2 separate regions of the Capsicum annuum genome follow, and region 1 is linked to region 2. A link is a contact called in public Hi-C data. All regions are on one chromosome and are shown on one strand. Each heading gives the region's core, a stretch centred on a gene start, on an enhancer-like site or on the middle of the called end of the contact. The rest is flanking DNA. Distances are from core to core; before and after follow the strand shown. Region 1 holds the start of LOC107859324 (protein phosphatase 2C 70). Region 2 holds the start of LOC107840876 (RAN GTPase-activating protein 2).

The links. Hi-C and Micro-C count contacts between places; a contact is called where the count stands out from the background.
Region 1: a contact with region 2 is called in a Hi-C map of placenta, with 3 times the contacts expected there. The contact joins the promoter of LOC107859324 here to the promoter of LOC107840876 in region 2. A contact is called at or near these places in 3 of 5 Hi-C or Micro-C datasets (bud, leaf and placenta).

What each region holds. Positions count from the first base shown.
Region 1 is chr1:162,820,078-162,824,904 of UCD10Xv1.1, reverse strand. LOC107859324 (protein phosphatase 2C 70) reads right to left here and starts at 3,040. Exons shown (of 13, transcript XM_047407728.1): 1 at 2,601-3,040. The coding sequence starts at 2,816.
Region 2 is chr1:162,473,814-162,478,524 of UCD10Xv1.1, reverse strand. LOC107840876 (RAN GTPase-activating protein 2) reads right to left here and starts at 2,400. Exons shown (of 2, transcript XM_016684821.2): 1 at 2,229-2,400; 2 at 1-741. The coding sequence starts at 731.

The DNA.
Region 1 (4,827 bases), core at 1,791-4,290, 350 kb before region 2:
ATGAAATTAACATGAAAAGTGAAACGGCTATAGAGACTTCATTCAGCTGACCTCAGCTAAACTGAAGTTGAGGCTTGATTAATAATAAATGAAGATTTCTATTGATACTATCTGTAGATGATATCTAGGTTCATAGCAGATCTCATCTGTTCTTTTGGATCTTATGAAAAAAAGAAAATACTCCTATTCCTTTTTAATCTATTCCAAAAAGAATGACATACTTTTCCTTTTAAAAAGGATTAATCTTCTCTTTTGGATATTATGAAAAAAATATACTACTCCGGTTCCTTTTTAATATACTCCAAAAAGAATTGACATACTTTTCCTTTTAAAAAGGATTACACATTTCTATATACGGGAACTCTTAGGCAGCATTTTTTTTTTTTAAGATTCAGACGTCTGAATCTAAATGCCTGAATGCACATCTGAATGATTAAGATGTTATCTCTAGATCTGAAAACTAAATGACTAAGACTGTTTGTTTTTCATCATCTAAATGTGCAGAATATTTTTATTTATATATATAATAAAATAAAAAATACAATTCAAATAAAAAATTAATTATATATTAGAAAAGTATGTAATTTAATACAATAAAATTATTATTTGATTGAGAAAAAACATTTATGTTTATTAGTGATAGTGAAGATGGTTTATAATGGTGATTGCGATGACAATGATTGATGTTAATGATTAATAATATTGGTGGTAATAGTTGTGATGGTTGGTATTGTAGTGACTGTTATGATGGTGGCGATTGTGGTGGTGGTAGTGGTTGTGATGTAACGTTGCTTGATGTTAGTAGTTTGAGGTGTTGATTGTGTTGGCTGAAACATGAATGCATGATGGTTGACGATGTGTCGGTGCTAGTTGGAGATGTTTGTTGTGATGGTGGAGATGATTATTAGTAGAGATAAATTGTAGCGATGGTAGTGGTTGAAGTGGTGGTAGAGGTGGCGTTAATAGTGACAATGGTGGTGGCGGCCGAAGAATGTGTGAAGATTGTGATGTATTAGTGGTAGTTAGCAGTGGTGCTAGTTGTGATAGACGAGTTGGTCGATCTTAGGGATTGACCGGTAGTGGTTGATGATGGTGGTGGTGTTAACGGCGGTGGTGGCAGTGAATATAATTAGAATAATAGAGGTAATAGGTGTGGTAGCGGTTGACAATAGTGATTCATAGCGATATTTGTTATCGATGGTGGTTGTGATGGTGGAGGTGGTTGGTGGTGGTGGGTGGTGATTGATAATGGCGGCGATAACAGAGGTGGTTAGTGGTGGTTAGTGGTGGTGACTGCTGATTATGAATAGAGTGGTGAATATTATCCAATACTAGAATATCTCTTCAGACCTATTAAGACCTGGTTCTAGATCTAAATGATTCAGACCTATTAAGAGCTAAAATCTTCATAAAAAACAAATACACATAATGGTCTGAAGTTTGAACCATTCAGATTCAAACCTCTATTAATGAACAATGATCCTATAGGCAGAGAAATATCATGTCATGTCTACAACCACAAGTTCTAGCTGTACTTTTAGTGTGTGCCAAAGGTTCTCTTTCTCCCTTAAACTTCGCACCAAGTCAAATACTATCATATATAATGAAACCTAGGGAGTAGTAAATACCTAGATGACTAGTCAAATATATTATACGCCCATGCTACTTCCCTGCATATGCAATGACTGATGAAGTAGGAAATAGCTCTTTATAATAATTCTAGAAATTCATATGAGGTTCCTCCAAAAGCCTCAACTGTACCTCAACAGATACACACCATGTCAAAAACTACATTAGGGACCATAAAACAGAATTTTGAACTGTAAGTACTTGACTACATACCAAGTAACATCTTATGGGAGATACGCGAAAATCGCCTCTTAGAACCTCTTACGTAACCAACCACATAACCTGACATAACAATGTAGATTGCTCTTCGAATAAACAAAGAAGTTCCACGTTCCATTCCCCTAGAACTCTAATTGCTCGGTCATTATGGGATCGCATTCGCATTCAGTTCCTGATCGAACAAAAAGAAACTTCTCCAAGTCTCAGATTTTCTCCTCTGTCTAAACTTGTTCTCCTAAACACCACGTGAAAAACATAGTGTCCCTAAATATAGAAACCAGGCTGGGCTAGTCCACATTCAATTCAGAAAATGCACTAAAATAAGCAACAATACCAGCTTCCGAAACCAATAAAGTTTCATACTATGCATCCGCAAATACTACCGCGTAAACCAAAAATCATGATCTATCAATATTCCATCTCCCATCATATTAGAACTATTATCAATCACCAAACTACACCTCAATTCCAAATAAAGATGGGTTAGTTATCTTAATCCTTATTAATAAACCCTAGCAAATTTAATCCAAATCAAGAAAAGTCACAATCTTGATTACATCCCACCATATTAGGAACAAACAAAAAAGTTTTTTTCAGGTCAGCCATAATCAAAACCCCAATAACCCAATCACAGGGGAAAAAAAAACACTTTTTGTATCATCCAACAATAAACAATAAGCAAAACCCCCAAGAACCCAATTGCAAAAAAGATCATTTATTGGATGAAAAAAGAAAAGGAAAAGGGGGTTCACCTTTTTATTGCTAAAGGGGAGAGAGTTGGAGGAGACATGAGAAGAGTAAAAGAAACGCCATGGCTTATATCTGCAGGCGATGAGGATAATAAGGAGGATGAAAAGGAGCATAACAACAATAAGAAGAAGACCCTCGTTTGATAAGAAGAGAATGTTGTTGGTGGTAAGAGTGGTCATGGTGATGCTAACATCATCAACATCAGCAGCACCTGGCATAGCGATGAACCCTCACCGTACGTGATGATGATTATGAGAGAGAATTTCAACTACTTCTATATTTCTCTCTATTTCTATCAAATCTAACCAACCCCTCTCTCTCTCTCTCTCGGCTTTGCGAGAAGCTCGCTTTGAAATGGTCGCATTTATTTTGATCCTCTTTGTTTTCTCCTTCCCCACCTCTTTTATATCTACAAATTCTTTTTTTTATATTGATTTCATTCAACCAAAAGGGTCAATGCCTTCAACCATGTAAAGTGGCGTAAAAATAACCTTCCTCTATTTATTGGGCTTAAAATATTTTTTTCATCTACAATCTAAAATATCTTTCTCACCTATCTATTGTATCTAAAATGCCCTTCTCATCTATCTATTGAACCTATTTTATCATTTTATTTAGGCAAATTATATAAAAAAATCATCCATAAAACTTAATTACATAAATAATAGTACTTTTTTTATATTGCAAAAATAATATTTTTTTCATATATAGCCATTTTAAAAAATCAAAAGGATAATTATAATTCTTAATTTAATACAATAACTAATTATCAATTCACCTTAATTTAGGAAATATATTTTCAATCTTCAAATTATAAGTGAAAAAGATAATCCCTGCTTTCAAAGATTTTTCTCTTTTATATTTAAAATTTAAATATTTTTAAATAAGCTAAGTATTTCATTATTTTCTCGTGTATGTTTCACTTTATTTTCATGTATGTTAATTATCTAGTATTATTTCATTATTATGTATTTTTAATTCTAATGTAATGAGTTAACCATATTTTTTTATGAATAAATACTTATAAAATAAAAATCATTATGTTGGAAGTACAGATATATCATATATATTTTTGTTATATAAATATAATTAATGTCAAAATCAGTTTATTATTATATTTTATATATAATTTTTGCACCATTTGATATTATATCAAATGGTGTTTGATATTATATCAAATGGTGCAAATGGTGTTTGATATTATATCAAATGGAGCAAAAATTATATAAAAAATATCATGAATATTTATCTCATAAATTCTATAAAATATATAATAATAATCTTACTTTTACATTAATTATATTTAGACAACAAAAATATGTGATATATTACTTCCAACAAAATGATTTTTATTCCATAAATATTTATCCATAAAAAATTATGGTTACCCCATTATATTAGAATTAAAAATACATAATAATGAAATAATACTAGATAATTAACATACATAAAAATAAAATGAAACATACACGAGCAAATAATGAAATACTTAGTTTATTTAAAAATATACGAATTTTGAATATAAGAGAGAAAAATATTTGAAAGCTAGGATTATCTTTTCTACTTTTAATTTGAAGATTGAAAATATATCTCTTAAATTAAGGTGAATTGATAATTAGTTATTGCATTAAATTAAGAATTATGATTATCTTTTTTTATTTCTTAAAATGGTTATATATGAAGAAAAAAAACTTTTATTATTTTAATATCGAAAAAGTACTATTATTTATGTAATTAACTTTTATGGATGACTTTTTCATATAATTTGCCTAAGTAAAAGGGCAAAATAAGCCCAATAGATAGATGGGAAGGACATTTTAGAACAATAGATAGGTGAGAAAGACATTTTATATCCAATAGGTAGACGAAAAGGGTATTTTAGGCCCAATAGGTAGACGAAGGGTGTTTTTATACCATTTTACATAGTTGAAAGACATTTTATGTCCTTTTTCGTTCATTCAACTTTGAATGTATAAATATATGTGTTCTATTGGTACAATATTCATAAGATATGAATAAATTAAATATATTTTTAATTTCAAAATATAAGAAATAATTTCTAATAAAATATATTTTTAATCAAAAACTTCTTAAAAAATGTGTTAGATCAACAAAAATTAAAATATTAAATGTATTATACAGGTGGAGTAACGAGTGTGTACTGTGGAAAAGAATATGCATACACGTATATTATATTAGCTTGTAGCAGAAGAGAGTAATTTTGGGTCA
Region 2 (4,711 bases), core at 1,151-3,650:
AAGTTGGTTTGAGACTGAAGGAGCTTTCCAAATGCTCTAACTCCCTTCTCACCCAGAGCATTATCAGAGAGATTCAGAAACTTCAAGTTAGAATCTTCCAGAGCTTCTGAGAATATATTCATGACATCAAGTGCTTCTGCCTCATTTCTTCCAGCAACAAAATCTGACAAATCAACTTCCTTCAACTGATCCTTCAAGGATGCCAAGATAGGGCCTGCAATACGTGCTGCATTTACACCAAAGCTTCTATTGCTGAAACAAATTTTGCTGAAAGAGTTTCCAGACTCTTTTAATGGCTTTAAAAGTTCTTGAGCCTCTTCCGCTTCAATAAAAGCCCTTTTTCCTTTTGAGATATCGAAAAAGGTTTCCTGAACAGTAGGAATAACCTCGGAAAATGAAATCTCCTCGTGCTCTGATCTGGGCATCTGTTTTAGAAGTTCCAGGATAAGCTTGCTGCATTCCTTGGCATAAAGTTGCACAGCAGAACTCCCATCACCGTCAGGCTCCTTCTCATAATGTTGACTAGAAACGGTAAAAGCTGCATGTTCAATTTGTTCAGCACTTGTGGCAGCATCTTCCTTGGATAGACAGCGGTACTTGCGGGTGAAAATGGTTGGACTAGAAAGATTGTTCGTCATTCTTTCAACCAGCATTTTTCTTGTGTTCTCACTTGGAGGCCACAGTTTAATTGAAAATGGTCTTCGCTGAGAATTCAATATTGTGGCATCCATTGGAGGAAACCTAGAATCAAGGAATATAGTGGAACATGCCTCAGTTTCTATAGAAAAATAAAGTAATTAGCTTTCAAGACATATAACTACTAACAAGATTCATCTCTGGCAGTTAAGTTTGTGCAAACCTACTTCAACATAACAACAACAACAACAACAAACCCAGTGTATTCCCACCTAGTGGGGTCTGGGGGGGGGTAAGATGTACGCAGTCCATACCTCTACCTCTGATGAAGTAGAAAGGCTGTTTCCGATAGACCCCCGGCTCAAGGCACGAGATTACTTCAACATAAAACAAACTAAATATAAATCATAGGGAAATCAAATTTCAAGAGGTCAACTTCTTCCTCATAGAGAAATGAGATACATTTTTTTGACAAGTCAATATTTCATCGCAAAACACCAAGCAGGTGTCAAAAGATTGATGAAGTTGTTTCTACGTCTGAATCTGAGTATTCCACAATCATCCATCATCGAAAATGAGATTGAGTTTTCTACTCTTTTATAAACTACCTTACAATGCACCATATTCATATACAACAAAGTAAAATATTCAAAATCAAAATTATTACATTCACCAGATGTATTTCATTTCACCACACTAAAACACATTAAAACATTCTTGAATACAAAAAAAATGCTACACATTACAGAAGAAAATTATGAGTGGAGCAGCATATATATACAATTTACAAACAAAAGCTGCTAAAAACATCAGAAACTTGTACTACTAAACAAAATCCTTCTTTTTCCTCTACAAACAAACAAATCTCACGAGAAAAATAAAAAATTTATACCCAACCAAGGGGTGTAACTCTCCACAGTAATTGCAACCTACTCTACTCTAAATACCCTTAAGAAAATGTTTTCCGATTTTCTCATGTTCTGTTGGTCTTTGAAAAATATTTTCCCCGAAAAACAAGCTCCTTAAAAATGACTTGCAAAGTAGGAAAAACAAGTTCTACAAGTAGCATTCCATATTAATTATATCCTCCCTACACCTTCCAACACACCTTATATTCACCCCACCTCACATGTTATTTGCCTAGATTATATACACACACTTCTAAAATAATCTTTTTACATGTATACCGAACACAAAGAAAAAAAAATAAGAAACCCACTTATTTTCCCGAAAAACATTTTCTTTTCCAAAAAACATTTTTCCTTCGTACCAAACATGTCCTAACCCTGCACGTATAGTTACAATGGTGTTATATTCGCACCACTAACTTAAAATCATCGATCCATCTCTAAACCCCAAATGACAAAATGAAGAAAAAACAACATTAAACCACAAGTAAAAGCACAATAAACAAGAAAAATTAACAAAATTACAGCACAGATCTGTGAACTAAATGAACATATGACCAAAAAAAAAGTAAAAACACATACAGCGCAAATGCACAAAAAACCATAGAAATGAAGAGGAAAATAAAAAATCCTTTCTGGGTTTTTCTGATTATGTTTGGTGCGAGTCTATCTGGTGTGACTCACCGGGAAACAAAGCCGCCGCAGAGAGTGTGAGGGAACTGAGGAAAAACACAAAGGAAGTGAAGTGAACAATGCGTGAGGGGGGAACAGTGTCTTATATTTCTCTTCTACTCGGGAGATAACCTAATGTAAATTTTTTTGTTTGAAATGAATTTAATTAAAAAAGAAGAGGAGAGGGGGCAGGGGTGGGGGGTAGCATTTTAATCGAAGGTTTACTTTTTTTTTTTTTTCCTTAAATTACTCCTCCGTTGGGATTTAGTTATCCCCATTTTTCTAATTTAATTTTTAGTTTTACAATTTAAGGACATGATCTTTGTCAAGAGATGTGGAGGATATATATTATCATAGAAGGCTAGTTGAGTAAAAGTATCACTCTACATCATAGTATAGTATGGTAGCTTAGAATTTAGCCGTAGATATCTATCATTATTATTGTCTGTCGTATTTCAATTATCACGTTATTTTGTGACTGAATATTATCTTTCTGCAGCAGATTAGTTGATATATTTTCTTCACTGATTTCCTCTTAATTGTACTTGATTGTGCTACACTTGAGTTGAGGGTTTTTCAAAAACAATCTCTCTACCTACTCGAGGTAGTGGTAAAATTTGCATACACTTTAACCTTTCCAGACCTCACTTGTGAAATTTTACTGGGTATGTTGTTGTTGATGGTGATAATGATGATTTTCATGTTTACTTGTCATTTTTGACAAATCATGAAAAGATAATTTTTTTTTTCATGTTTTATCTTTAACATTAATTACTTATTCTCTAAATTCTTTTTCAATACTCCCTCTAGTCCAACATAATTAAATGAGAAAAGACATCAAAACCACCTTAAATTATATTCGAAAGGTCAAAGGCACACTAAAACTACTGAAATAACCTATTACACGCTTATACATATTAAAAATAATTTTAATACCACCCTGAAACGTACGAACTACTCTCACAATATGTGATGTTTTATACTCACCTGCCACATCCAAGACCACGTCAGTGCCATGTCAAAAATTATAATTGTTACATCTTTTTACTTTTATTTTTATTTATTTATTAACTTTTTGTTAATCATATTTTACACTAATTTAATCACTAAAAACTCTATTAAATACATCTTCTTCATTGCTAACCCATCCACTCGAATCACATCTCACCAAAAAATTTATGTCCAATCTTTGTCCGATCATCATAACCTTCATTTATTTGCTCGTCACAATCCCCATATCATACTCAATTCTTCTTCTTCTTCGTCTTCTTCTTCGTCTTACACCACCATTATCGCCATCAATTTCTTAGTCACCACCACCATCAATTTTTTTTCTCGCCATCCATCACCCAACAAATTCACCACATCATCAAAGTAGAAATTCTTATAATTTGCAAAAATATTAAATTAAAACAAACATTAATTCTTACAACCCAAACAAAAAAACTCAACATCAATCAAAGAACTCAAAAAAATCTATTTTTAGTATTCTTTAAATTCAAATTTCTAAAACACCTATTGACAGTACAATCAAAAGATATACATTTAAATCAATAGCAAAATAACAATATATATCCAAAAAGTCAGTATGAATTTGAAAAAAAATCAATAAATTTTTTTTAGCCTTTATACCATTAAATTATTTACTCCGTCAAATTGGATTTTCTGAAAAATAAAAATTCTCTATAAAAAACTATTGAAAAACCTATAATTTCAATAAAACAACGATTTTTCATTCAAAAAGTTACATTTTCTTAACTTGTGTCTCATTGATTATTTTAACTTTTTTCATTCTTTTAATGAAATGGGTGTATGATTTTCTTTGAGAAAAGAAAGAATGAAGATGTAACTATTAATGAGGAAATATAAATGAAGATTTGAATGATATTGAAGAGAAAGAGAGTGGGGAAGATGAAGTTTTCTTTGAACGTAATGTCGAAAATGGTAGTTCAATGTGGGTTTTGGAGAAGAGAGAGAAAATGATGAAGATGCAATAAAGAAAGAAAGAAAAATATAAAAAGGTGAGAAAATCAAGAAAAAATGTAAAAAAAAAATCAGAAACGGGCCTCGTTTTTGTTTACTTTTATTTTTGTGCCATGTCAGCTTTTAGGATGAAAATAAATTTATTTTTAAATAGTAAAAGTGTGTATTAGATCATAGTTTAGGTGTTATTTCGACTTTTCAAGTATAGTTTAAGGTTGTTTTAATACATTTTTTCTAATTAAATTTTTGAATACACACCTATTAAGAAAAAGAAATTAGGTCATAAATTGTATTTACATTTTATTTTTATCCTTTTAGATATTATCAAACTTTTCTTGAAATTTCAGCCATATTAAAATAAAATTAATTAAGTCTCTTGGAACTCATAATATAAAAAGCGTAAATGAAGGAAATTGAAAGAAATTTTCAACATATCTCTTGATGAATGAATAATTAACTTATTTTGGACACTGAAAATAGCTTAAAAGTTTACTTATCTTGGACCAGTGGGA